2 separate regions of the Sus scrofa genome follow, and region 2 is linked to region 1. Evidence: chromatin contacts called from public Hi-C data. All regions are on one chromosome and are shown on one strand. The core of a region is the stretch at or near the end of the contact, and the rest is flanking DNA. Distances in the headings are between cores, read along the strand shown.

The links. Hi-C and Micro-C count contacts between places; a contact is called where the count stands out from the background.
Region 2: a contact with region 1 is called in a Hi-C map of omental adipose tissue, with 1.6 times the contacts expected there. The contact joins the promoter of RAB13 here to the promoter of HDGF in region 1.

What each region holds. Positions count from the first base shown.
Region 1 is chr4:93,339,320-93,343,240 of Sscrofa11.1, forward strand. HDGF (hepatoma-derived growth factor) reads left to right here and starts at 1,762. Exons shown (of 6, transcript XM_013996955.2): 1 at 1,762-2,039.
Region 2 is chr4:95,702,990-95,706,910 of Sscrofa11.1, forward strand. It overlaps RAB13 (ras-related protein Rab-13), which reads left to right and starts at 2,104. Exons shown (of 8, transcript XM_013997080.2): 1 at 2,104-2,364; 2 at 3,693-3,753. The coding sequence starts at 2,241.

The DNA of each region.
Region 1 (3,921 bases), core at 512-3,011:
TTATGCCTGCCCCGTGTAACTGACCCTCTGTGGCTCTTGGCTTGGTTGTTAGGGGCAGCTGTGAGGTTGATGATGTTATTGTAAGGAGAACTTGGATATTAAATTGCAACCAAGGCCTGGGAGATTACTGCAACAAAGGGAACCCTGGTTGTTTTATTGCAACCAGCATCTGCATGGTGACCTGAGTGACAGGCCCAAGAGATTTGTTGCAAAGAAAAAAAAAAATTTAAGAAGCCCTTACTGCCATCTCCATGCAACAAAGTGGAGAAATGGATAGGACTCTTTGGTTTTCACTAATTTGGGATGTGCTAAATTGGAAAATAGTTTAAAAACATGTTTGTTGCACTGAAACAGCATATTTATAATACTAGCCTGGACACTAAAAGGAAACCAGTGGTGACACTGGATTTACTGAAACATCTCTAAGACCTTGTGACAAGATTCTCTCCTAACAATAAGAACAAAGAAAAGTACTAGCCTGACAGAATCTGGACTATTACACTGACTGCATTTCAAACTGGAATGCATGGTAGAGTAAACACCAACTGGGATCTAGCTGCTCTGTTGCAACAAGTTTGGATTTGCTATTGAAATAACTCGACAAGTCTGGGGCTAAGGGCATGCATGAGGACCGTGCAGAGTGCCCTGCTGTGCCAGCAGCCTGGGGCCTGGAGGGCCTGGGTATAGGACCAGAGGGATTCCTATCACAAGGCAGAATTATGCTGAGAGACCACATTATTATAAAGGCAAAACATGTGAAATGCATTGTCATGACCATAAGGACAACAGATAGGAAGGCTGTAGGGAGCAATTTCAGGCCTCGGCTAATGATAAGCAGCCATTCCATGCCCGTGATGTTGGCAGGGAGCAGTGTGATCCTGCCTCACAGTTGAGGAAATTGAGGCTCAGGGAGAAGTTCAGAGGGTAGTGTAAGTTCTTATGATTGGTGAATAGCTGGGCAGAATGTGTACCTGGGCCTTTTGGCCTCATCCTGCACTTCTGCAGGGAGATTCTGCATATGCTTTGAAGCAGGATCAGGAAACTCATGGGGAAAGAAAAAAAGCTTGTTTTCTCTCTTTGAACCTAGAATATTTTGTTGCAAAATTTTAAGGATCTAAACATGGTATAAGGTAAGATCTAAATAACTATCTCATTTCTAAGAGATCATAGGTGTCTGGAATTTCAGCAAATCCAAAACCAACACAGTGACAGCAAATCAAAGATGTAATTACAGCAAAGTCTTGTCTGGCTTAAGAGACCTGAGTTCAACTTTTGGCTCTATCAATTCTTAACATATAACCTAGGCTAAAATGTGGTCTCTGGAATCTGGCAACATTACATTTGTCCTCTAAGGCCCAACTCAAAGTCATCACCTTTGTGAAGCCTTCCCAGATTCTTCCCCGGACTCTTACCCTCCAAGAGAGGTAGTGATGTTTTACCAATGGTTTGGGATTTACACTGTCTCTTCCCAAAAGAAAAGAGTTCATATTTGGGCCCGTGGCTAGTGGTAAAACCCAGATCTCTTCTGCCAGGAAATAGCACAGAAAGCCGAGACCTATCTAATGCACATGGATCGCGGTCACTTTGTGCCACAACCCCTCGGACACCTCCTGGCTACCAAATTCCACAAAGGCCGTAGTGTCGGAGCAATCCCCGACGTTTCGGTGACCCCACAAATTGTAAGCACGTCGAGGTCCAGGGCAAACCTCTGTGCGCTCAGGGGCGCGGTGCCCAGCTCTCGCCGCTGCGCCCAGCACTCTGCCAAGCACCGCAAGTGCCGAGCAAACATTCGTGGACAGGGATGGAGCCGTGGGCAGGGAGACACTACGCCTAGATGTCGACACTCCACTGCGCTGAAGCCGCTGTTGGGAGCGCCCCGTGGGGCCGGGGGAGGGGCGCCAGGCCGCTCCGTCCAGCCGGGCGCCAGCTCCTCCCGGGCTGGCGGGCACCCACCGACAGCGGGCACACAAAGCCTGCTCGGCTTGCTCGGCGATCGGCTCCTTACGCCTGTGTCGCCACGCGCCGCCAGGCGGCTCCAGGTTGGGCGTCGGGTTGGGGCAGGCACGGGGCGTCAAGAAGCTGCACGCATCAAACCGCCGCGGGAGGGAGCGCGGAGGGGGGAGGAGGAGGAGTGGGAAAGGGAGGAGGGAGGAGGAGGAGGAGTGGGGACCGGGCGGGGGGTGGAGGAAGAGGCCTCGCGCAGAAGAGGGAGCAATTGAATTTCAAACACAAACAACTGCACGAGCGTGCACCCACCGCGCCGGAGCTTTGCCCCTGATCCGCGCCCGCCCCGTCCGTGCGGCGCGCGGGCGGAGACGCCGTGGCCGCGCCGGAGCTCGGGCCGGGGGCCACCATCGAGGCGGGGGCCGCGCGAGGGCCGGAGCGGAGCGGCGCCGCCACCGCCGCACGCGCAAACTTGGGCTCGCGCTTCCCGGCCCGGCGCGGAGCCCGGGGCGCCCGGAGCCCCGCCATGTCGCGATCCAACCGGCAGAAGGAGTATAAATGCGGGGACCTGGTGTTCGCCAAGATGAAGGGCTACCCACACTGGCCGGCCCGGGTGAGCAGCGCGGCCCGCCGCCTCCTAGCCACCTCCAGGCTCGGGTTGCATAACACCCGGGAGGGCACGAGCGCTCCGCGCAGAGCAGGGGGGGTCGGGTGGGGGCGGGGGATGTCCGAGTCCCTGACTCTTTCCCGAGCACCTCCGAGCCCACCCGCCGGTTATATAATGGCTGGGGGTGGGGGGTTGGCGGCGGCTGGGAACACCTGGGCAGACGGCGTCCGCGCGTAGTGGCGTGTGCGCGGCGTGGGGATCCGAGGGCGCCGGTCACTTCCCGGCCCCCGGCTCCGCGTGCTTAGTTCCGCCCCCAGCCCCCATACTCCCAGCGGTTTCGGGCGCGCAGCCTGGGTTGGGGCCAGTCGTGTTACTCCTTCCCTCCCCCGCCGCCCCGGCGCCACAGCCATCCCCTTCAGGGACCCCCTTAAAGACCCCCAGTTTAAACCTTCACTGATGGTTGCCCCTAGCTCAAACTCTCCTCTTCTAGATTAAATGGTTAAGAAGGATCTCTGCTCAGAAAGGGATAGATGGAGGCGGAGTTCGCTTCTAGAAAACTTTGGTTTGGGGGATCGTAAGAGATCTGAAGTTGGGAGGGTCGAGGAATGGTTGGGGGGCGACAGAAGAAATCTGTCCGTCTTAGAAATTACCCGCTGTTATCCTTCGCTCCTCAGCCCCGCAAAAAAAATGCCTCCATATGCTGCCAACTCAAATGTGGGGCTGAGAGTGGCAGAGCCCTTGTGGGATTGGGAAGTCCAGTCCAGACTGCCTCTTAGTGGAGGTGGGGGGAACCGAGTTGCCTCTCCTCCCCATGTTGGAGCCTCTCCCGCCAGAACGGCCCAGCCTGCCATGTGGTTGATTCAGCCCGCCAGTATGAAGCCCCCCCCACCCCAGCACCTGGCCAGGTGGGAGGGTGGGGCCCAAAAGCTCAACCTGGCACGTTCATCATGTTTCCCCCTAAGAACTGAGACAGGTGAAGTAGGGGATAAGGGAGGTCGTTGCCAGAGGGTGCTGGGGGAGGTCGGGGGTGTCCAAAGGGGCAGTACCTCTGGCAGCTTGTTTCAAAGTTGGTATAGAGAGAGGCCTTTGGTATTGGCCCTAGAGTGTCAGGACTCCTGTAGAATGAAATCCAAGGGCAGAGACGAGTAGAGGGAGTGAGTCTTCTGGGCGAGGGGGCCAAGTGCAGAACTGCCTTATGGTGGTGGGTTGCTCTCTTCCACTCAAGTCTGTCTCATCATCTGGCCCAGAGTCTGCTCTGAGCTTAGGCAGTTGACCCAGGCTTCCTGTTCAGAGTGTCCAGACCAACTTGGAGACCACCCCCCACCCTGCTCTGTTCGTGTCCTGAGGAATGTGCCCAATCCCATATGCCT
Region 2 (3,921 bases), core at 854-3,353, 2.4 Mb after region 1:
TGTGCTGGTAAAACTTTAACAACTGGCTTTATGGAGGCGAGCCCTGATTTGCTGTCTTTGCTAATTTCGGTGCTGTAAATACTCTCACTATGACCAGTTTTGGACTACCAATGTGACATTATTAAACACAGATTTGGGAAGAGATAAGCATAGTCTGTTCTCATGAGCCAGTAAGAATTGGTTCTAGGAGTTCCCTTGTGGTACAGCAGGTTAAGGATCAGTGTTGTCACTGCAGCAGCTGGGGGGTTGCTCCTGTGGTGCAGCTTTGATCCCTGGCCTGGACATGGCCAAGAAAAAAAAAAGAATTGGTTCCAACACAATACTGCTGGGCAGGAAAAACCTCTAAAGAAGTGACATTTAAGCTGAAATTTGAAAGACAGGGAATCAACCTAGCAACAATCTGGAGGGATATAGTATTTTAGGCTGAGGGAAAAGCTTGTGAATACAAAACCAAGGCCAGAATGAACCTGCCAAAATTGGGAGGTGGAGGGAAGGCAGTGTTGCAGAAGCTCTGAGAGCTAAGGAGAGAGTACTATGAAGATGGGGTTCCAGTGAAAGCGTGTATGCACCAGATTAAATACAATTTAGAGAGGTGAACAAGAATAAGATATTGGCGGGGATGAAAAGTTCAGATCCAGACAAAATAAAATTAAACAAAAATGAACTGATAGAGGAGTTCCCACTGTGGCTCAGTGGGTTAAGAACGAACTAGTATCCATGAGGATGCAAGGTCCATCCCTGGCCCTGGTCAGTGGGTTGAGGATCCAGCTTTGCCATGAGCTGTGGTGTAGGTTGCAGACAAAGCTTGGATCTGGCATTGCTGTGGCTGTGGTGTTAGCCGGCAGCTGCAGCTCTGATATGACCCCTAGCCTGGGAACCATTTGCCATGAGTGCAGCCCTAAAAAGACAAAACAAAGAAACAAAACAAAAAGAACTGATGGATTTTCAGAACAGTACATGAAAACTGAAGAATCGTTTAAAGGACCAAGGAGAGATAATTTGACCAGAGAAGAGAAGTAAAGAACACTCAAGCTTTGTCATGAAGCTTGAAGACATAATGGATGATGGGATAAAGGACAAATGGGGACTGAATAATTGTATTTGAGAAGGGACAAGCATCGGCACAGAAGGTGACAGGAATAAGTGACAAAGATGCCCTCTCAACCAGTGCATCGTACAAGAACTATTCTACCGACCCACTGTAAGAAAAGCAGATATTTTGAAGAATTTTTTCCAAAGGCAAAGATAAACTAGTTTCTTTATAGCCATGTTCTCTGCATTTCAGCTTCCAGGTTGCCAAGGCTACACATTCACAGTCTGTTCAGTGAGGTGTTAGGAGTATTGCCTCAGGGCTGTGTTAAAAGATCCACATTCATCAAAAGAATGAGGCCAGAGACTTGTGGTCTCCATCTCTGTCTTCTTGAGCTGGCTTCTCAGAGAATTCACACACAGGGTCCCAGAAGGAAGACTGTTCAAAATGAAGCTCCAGAATGTATCTAGGTGAAGGGTGCGGGTGCACGCAGCTAGGGATGGAGGTGATGGTGGAAGCGGGGTGGGGGTGGGGGACTGATTCGATGGTACTGTTAATTTCAATTTTTCACTCTGTGCCACCAGGGGGCAGACTGACTCAACAAATAGCCACCTACTCCAAGCATCCCGCTTTTTTCAAATGAAGTTGGGATTCTGAAACTAAGGGCTTGGAACAATAACACCAGAATTCTAGAACTGCCCCTTCTAGAAAATAGAACGGTTCTATTTTCCTTGAGTCGCCCCTCCAAAAATCCCCAATTTTTGCCAACTCCCAGCGTTATCCTAGCCTTCACCCTTATTCCCCCAAACATTCCCTTTCCTTCCTCTTCCCCTGGTCATTTTGATTACATCTCTACTTTACTTCCCCCTAGCCTTCCTGGCCTCAGTCTAGAAGAATGAAGTCAAAAGAGGGGAACGATGGCAAGCCAAAAGCTGGAGGAATCGATTAGAGAAACAGGCCAACGTTGCTCCAGAAGGGAAAGCCTGGAGAGCTGAAGGTTGGGCTGGCTTCCTCGGCCCGCAGAAAGGGGTGGGCGGGCAGGGGGTGGGGCCCAGAGGAGGGCCGCCTCTCCTTTTTCCCGGAGCCTGGGCGGAGAGGGAGGAAAACTTCCTGGCCTGGGCTCCCGGCCGCTCAGTCGGCCACCCCTCCAATCCCGCCTCCCGGTGCCCGGCGCTTCCCCACCCCTCCCCCGGCACCCCCAGTGTCCGCCATGGCCAAAGCCTACGACCACCTCTTCAAGTTGCTGCTGATCGGGGACTCGGGGGTGGGCAAGACTTGTCTGATCATTCGCTTTGCAGAGGACAACTTCAACAACACATACATCTCCACCATCGGTGAGCCCACTGGCGATACCCTAGATCCCGACTCCCCCCGGGGCCCTCATCTTCAGGCTCTGGGGTTACTAGTGGCCCACAACTGCCTCCTTAGAGTCAGGCTTCTAAACTCCAGCCCCTCAACCCCTGTCTCAGACCCGTCCCCCTTATGCGTCTCTGGATGGCACCCGGACCTCTAACCTCTCTGAGACCTCCAGATAACTGCTCGGTGGTGCCAATCCCTGGTTTTCTTGGTGCCACCTGTCTCCCTTGCCTTCCCAAATCCACACGAAGGCCATTTTTCTCTCAGCTCCTGTTCCCCACCCCCACCCACCTAGAACTCTTGACCCCTCTCCATGTTTCCTGTATACACTCTCCTTGAACATCTGGCTCCCAGTTCTGCTAACCTCTTTCCGTCCTCCTGAGTGGCACACTCTCCCAATTGCATCCCCATCTTACGGTCTACTTTCCACCCTCCCTGCCTCTCAACTTAGTAGGGGGTTGGGGAGGATGGAACGGAGTGGCCGGGTGTGCTGGAAAGTGGCCCAAGGACTGTGATCATGAATATCCAATCAGCCTGGTGAGGAAGGTGGGAGTGAGGGGACTTTTGGGGTCTCTGAGTCAGCCTGGTGACTCAGCCTCCTCCCTGGAGCTCCCAACAGGCTTGGGGGAGGTGCACAAGTTTGCCCTAAGGACACTGTTTCCCCCCTCCCCTCTCCTGGTTCTGGATCTCTGGCCTGGGAAATAAGACAAGGAGAGTCTCAAGATAATCCTGGTTAGAAAGGGGAGGGGAAAATGCCCCTCTCTCCTAAGTCAGTCTCTGAGGGAATCTTGTTTAGCCCCAAGCTTTCTCGGTTGCAAATTTGGTTTAGGAGTTAATTCGCATAGATTGGCATCAGCTACCTTTTTTCTCGCTCTTTACCCTTAGGGCCAGGAGGGTAGGTGGGAGAACCAAGAGTAGAGGGTTCTAAGAAAACAGAGGAAAAATCTGAAAGTAATATTTTGGAGGAGACAAATTGAATTAAGACAGTTGTCAGCTGACATGGCTGAGTGGACCCAAGAAGTGCCTTAAACGCCTTAAGACTCCCAGCAGAATTTTCATCGCCTTCCCCCACAAAATCCATAAAATCAATGTGCTTTACTTTTGATTGTAAAAACAGTATGTTTGCTCTACACATACAGCTTTGAGAAAATCCTCCTCGTTTTGCACTGCCTCCAAGATTGCTTCCCAAGTGCCTCCCTGCAGAATTGCTGGCACTGCTCCTGCTCGATTCCTGTCTATCTCACCACACACTTTGACGTGCATATACATTCATGTCTCAATTTCAGTGTATATTCTCCACCCTTAGGAATTGATTTCAAGATTCGCACTGTGGATATAGAGGGGAAAAAGATCAAACTGCAAGTCTGGTGAGTGAACCTCCCACAGGATTTCTTTTCTTCTTCTTCTTTTTTTTTTTTTTTTTTTTTGTATTTTTAGGGCTGCGCCCTCTGCATATGGAGGTTCCCAGGCTAGGGTTGAACTGGAGATGTAGCCGAGGGCCTACACCACAGCCACAGCAACCGCAGGATCCAAGC